Regions from separate parts of the Zea mays genome. Here region 2 is linked to region 1. The links are chromatin contacts, called in public Hi-C maps. All regions are on one chromosome and are shown on one strand. Each heading gives the region's core, a stretch centred on a gene start, on an enhancer-like site or on the middle of the called end of the contact. The rest is flanking DNA. Distances are from core to core; before and after follow the strand shown.

Evidence for each region. Hi-C and Micro-C count contacts between places; a contact is called where the count stands out from the background.
Region 2: a contact with region 1 is called in a Hi-C map of endosperm, with 3 times the contacts expected there. The contact joins the promoter of LOC100170249 here to the promoter of LOC541802 in region 1. A contact is called at or near these places in 4 of 25 Hi-C or Micro-C datasets (bundle sheath, ear, endosperm and 1 more).

Annotation. Positions count from the first base shown.
Region 1 is chr8:81,885,369-81,888,068 of Zm-B73-REFERENCE-NAM-5.0, reverse strand. It overlaps LOC541802 (cellulose synthase-1), which reads right to left and starts at 1,440. Exons shown (of 14, transcript NM_001111484.1): 1 at 1,172-1,440; 2 at 659-854; 3 at 245-429; 4 at 2-86. The coding sequence starts at 1,258.
Region 2 is chr8:82,051,025-82,053,724 of Zm-B73-REFERENCE-NAM-5.0, reverse strand. It overlaps LOC100170249, which reads left to right and starts at 1,326. Exons shown (of 3, transcript NM_001130130.1): 1 at 1,326-1,921. The coding sequence starts at 1,334.

The DNA of each region.
Region 1 (2,700 bases), core at 191-2,690:
CCTGGGACGCTTGGATCAACATAGCTCGATGTTGGACTGCGGATAGAATGACGGTCAGGGGAAGCATCAGGAATCTCTCCAGATATCTGAAGATAAGTATCAGTATGTTAGTTGGTAAGAGCACATATTCATATAGAAATAAGTATTAATAACAGAAGTGCACCAGTGGGCAGTAACAACTAGCGAACAATGCACCACAGTATCACTCAAATCAACAAATGAACATGAATGACATGTATTATACCTGTTGACCGCTTGTCAGGCGTGGAATCCGATGATGTGGCTCATGGCGAGCAGATGAAGACAGATCAGCATCATCTCCTTGCAGTTGCCACTCTGGGCCTTTCCCATTGCCTTGCTTGTAGTTGAATTCATTGTCTAGGTCATCAACATCTTCCTCATCCTCATCACCATGAACTCGAGGGCTACCTGAATTTCATAAGACGAAGTAAGAAGAATTCGTTAATTACTGTTGTAGAGAATAAAATGAAGCAGATGGCTTAATCTAGGCTGTCGAATGTCATTATCATAAGGCATATCCACTATGCTGCAAGCCTGGAACCTTTTATTCACGTAAAGTAAGCATGTGATGTGAACTCCGTCATGCTAGCATCATACAAGTTACACACACACTCAAAGGAGTTGCCAGGAAACCAACCTTTCTGTCTCTTGTATCTAGTCTTGCACTGGGGGCAGCATTGGTTCCCCTCCTTGCGCTCATACTCATAGCATGGGCGGCAGACAGGGAAGGCACACTCATTGCAGGCAACAAAGACATCACCAGTGGCTGAAACACCCACAGAGTCACCACAAATCTGGCAGACCTGCCCATTCGCACTCTTTGTGGGCTTAGCCTGCATTAGCGAGATAACGACAAAGTCAGCACACATGCAATCAGAATTACAGCATTAGAGAACACATCAGTGACTCATGCACTTTACTGGTGAGCAACAGACTGTAAAAATCAACCTGCGATCAAGTGTCTATTAGTCTTGAAGTCGAGGCTAAGATCAAAATGTCAGGAAGGTAATTTTGAATTTACATAAGATGAACTAATTCAATGAACTAAGACCTCAGCCCAGATCCAGCGACAGACGCGCGCACGACATGAGCCGCTAGGAACTGAATCTGAAGCAGGCAGCGAGGACGGCACTGGGTTGGCTGGACGTACCGAGCCCGGCGCATCGCCGTCGTGGCGGATCATGACGAACTCGTTGCGGTTGTGCGAGCCCGCCACCATCCCCTTGTTGGCCGCCATCTCCGCTCCCTCCCCGCTGCTCCCACCGAGACGGCTCCACACGCCAACGACACCAACACCGACGAGGCGGGCGGAGACCAATCGGCCCGTGCGGGCCTCTAGATCCGAGCGGCGTTGGCGACCACCATGCCCCAAATTCCTCCCGCTCGATCGCTGCAATGCCGCGCAGTGCTTCTGCTGCTGCTTCCGCTTCACACCTTCCTTCCCCTTCAATTACTCCTACATAATACGCCCCCGCTCTCACTCGGTTTCGTTTAGTTGAGTTGGTGGGAGTCCCCCCGGGCTAGCGCCGGTCACTGTGGAGCTGCTGCACGTAACGGCGGGGAGGAGTACGGGCGATCTCGGCCGTTGGCGCGACCGATGGAGAGACCAAGCGCCGTCGGATGCGGAAGGGCGGGAGTGTGCACGTCGACGTCGCGTCGCTGTGCCCAGGCTGTCCCCCGCCGCGCACGCTGAGAGCGGGGCCCGGGCGACCGGCTGCAGCAGGTCGATCTGTCGGTGCCTCGTCGGCGGACCGAATTGGCCTTCTACCTGCCGCAGTGCCGCTGATTATTTGTTTTTTTCCTTTTAATTAGTAGTGGTGACAAAAGGGACTGAAAATGCAATTGCACCATGTCTGTTCCGTGTGAGTTGGCATCGACCTGATCATGGGCTTGTGATTAGTAGTACATGCATATTTCTCCTTGCTTTAAACTTTTGGTTTAAACTGTTTGGTGCATCTAAGTCCCGGGCTCCTTAAAAAACTCCTTCAACGACTTTTTAAAAAAAATCTATCAAAGGGGCTCTTTGATAAGCTTTTGCTATAAAAGAGGGAGGAGCTCTAAAAAAACAGCAGAAGTCAAGAGCTAGAAAAGGAGCTTCTATCGACTCATCTCCCATGTTTTTCTCTTCATCAACGCTACATCTTAAGAGAAGCTGCAGGAGGAGCTATATTACCAACCAAACAGGGTGCTCTTTCTAGAGTTATTCCTAAAACTAAGGAGGGGTTGTTTTCTTAGAGTTGCTAGAGCCAGGGCTGAAGCTGACATAGAAAGAGCCCTATCAAACGGGGCCTAACTTAGATCTTGTTTGGACCATTTCAGCTTCAAAAAACTTGGTGAAGTTGATAAAGCAGGACATTAGGTGCTTCGAAAAATCGTAAAACTGAAGTTGCAGACTTTTAGAAGGCATTTAGATAAATCATTTTGTTTCTCATTTAGATCAAAAATATTTTGAAACTGTTTAAATTTATATTATACACCACAGATTCACGCCGAAGCTAGAACCTAGAGCAGTGCCAAACAAGATATGAGCTGAGTCACAGATCTCGAGTTCGAATGCTAGCTAGCATAATTAAAATAAAATAATTGTTGCTCACTCCAATTCTACGCCTGAGACCAAGAAAGTGTTGGAAAATAATATGCACACCTCTTCCTATCAGCTTACCCTTTTGGTTTTGTGCG
Region 2 (2,700 bases), core at 77-2,576, 170 kb before region 1:
GCGAGTAGAGATGGCAATGGGTAAAAACCCGCTGGGTATTACTTGCCCAAACCCATACCCGTGAAGAAAAAATACGCTCGCTAAAAAACACATACCCATGACGGGTATAAAATTTTACCCAAACCCATACCATGCGGGTTTCGGGTACCCAACGGGTTTCCCATACCCACTAACATCAACATAAAAAATAATTCATCATGTAAATGACAATCAATACATTAATAAGCTAGCATAAAACGAATAAGTGATAACTAATTTTAACTTAAAATTTGTTACATCAAATTTATTTCAATTAGAACATATTCAATTAATAATATTATGAGACATATTTATAAGAAATGTTGATTTTAAGGCGGGTTTAAAAAACCCATGTGTTTGCGGGTATGGGTAGTGGAAGAACAAACACATACCCACGTACTCGTTGGGTTTCCATTTAAACCCATTAACAAACCTATGGATACAGAAATTGACCCAAACCCTAATAGAGCAAAAACTCATCGGGTTTCGGGTAGCGGGTACCCATTGCCATTTCTAGCTGCGTCCGTTGGGGTGCGGCGAGGTGGGTTCCAATCACCTCCTCATTTTGACTGTATGTGAAGACCACGAGTGCGGCTGATTTTGACTTTGTACCTGAGTTGTCGTTCCCGGACTCCTCACGCGATGGCTATGCGGCAGCCGCGAAGAATCATAGTCTAGGTAAACGAGGAAGAAAAGCCGCCGGAAATTCCTAACGCTGGTTTAGTGATAAAGAAATTGAAGATGATCTATTGATTTAAATAGCAAGGGATTTTTTTAGATCCCTTTCAATTCTTTTGTCACTAAATCAATATTTAGATCTTGTTTGAATTGCGACTGCATTGAAGGAAGAGGTTAAGGAAAATTAAATAACGTTTTTATTTAATCTTAACTAGAAAGATATTTAATTCTGTCCGATCTATCCCTTCGCAATGGAACGTACCCTTGTAGGATAATAATCCGCGACCCAAATTTCTAATCACGCCGGAGAAAAATAAGGCCTCGACTTTAATTCGTTTCCCCATTTTCTGGTTGCAGATTGATTCTTTACCATTTGTATCGCCATTCCTCCCTGTTCGTTGGGCGTGGGGTCTCAACCTAAAATCAGTCCCATTCCGCGCTCCTAGTGGAGAGTGGATTCGAACGGAAACACCTTTTTGTGCCCCAAGATGCCTGTTTCCGCTTCGTTTCCACGCCACACCTTTTGAATCCTTTGCCGTCACCTCGCCTTTTGCAGCACTAGTTGTTTGTCAGCCTTCTTGGAGTGTGGAGGGGCAGAGAGCGCCGTCCTGTTGATTCAGGAAAACAGTCCGAGCCGATGGGCAGGAAGAGCGACGGCGCGCGGTTGCAATGCGCTGAGGCCAAACTGGCGACGGATTGGACCTGCTGCTTCCTGGCCCTGCCACCGGCAGCACCATCCGCTGTGGATGGCGATGGTGGATTCAACCTCTCGTGGAACCTCCACCAGTCCTTCCACCCGCCGGCCGGCCTCTTCGCCAGCGTGGGCCAGCAGGTTGGGGTTGGGTTCCCAGGGCCTTCGTCCCAGTCGCCGGAGACGCCACGGGACCCATACATGAAGTACGTCTCGCCGGAGGTTGTTGAGACACCTCTGCCGGGGGAAGGTGTGGGGGGGTTGAGGGACAAGGGGAAGAAGAAAGTCGTGAAGCTCAAGATTAAGGTTGGGAATCATCACCTCAAGAGACTGATCAGTGGAGCAATCGCAGGCGCAGTGTCAAGAACTGCTGTTGCACCTTTGGAGACGATCAGGACGCATTTGATGGTGGGAAGTAATGGGAATTCGACGACGGAGGTGTTCCAGTCTATCATGAAGCATGAGGGATGGACTGGGTTGTTCCGTGGTAACGTTGTTAATGTCATCCGGGTAGCCCCAAGCAAGGCAATCGAGGTAAATAGCTCATCCACATCTGTTATTTTTGCAATGTGTTTACGTTAGGCACATGTTCAACATAATGTGGAAATCAACCCTTGGCTATGCATTTATTTTTTAGAATTTATAACTACCTTTTTGCAAATAAACTGAACAATTAGTTGGTGGTTACATCCAGTGTTAATTTGTAGCAATATTTCCTCGTTAGCAATGGTACAAATGTTTTGAGTTTTCTATAATTGGGGCACATACATATGGCAATATGCTCAAGTTGTCACCCAGAGAATAACGAACTCGCATGCTTTTCCCAATATTTGGATCTTAAGCCTCATCTACACTGAGTCTCTGGTTTTTTTAAGTTCCCTCAGTTTTCTAAGAAAGCAATAAGTTTGTTACACAATCCATGTTGGGGTTGCCAGATTACAAGCAAAAGTACAAAGAAGTCTAACAAAGTGCCATGCTGCTATTACAATAAAATTTCTATGATACCTGAGATGCTTCTAATCACTGGATTGTAATTACTAAGCCAGCATAAATAGAATTTTTCATGACCTGAAACTATCAAGAAAGTCTACCTTTTTGTTATGGTAACGTATCGAATGCACATGATCCATTTGGTGCACATGCACATATTAAATCTGAGCCCTTTATCTAAGAATCAACGACTGAGGTGCGAAGGGTTTATTTGCAAATATGCAGCTACGCGCTGATGAGTAAGTGTCGAATGTTTTTTTTATAAAATATTTTAATCGTTGATCGTGGGACGAAGGGTGCAGATTTAATATTTTTGTTATTGG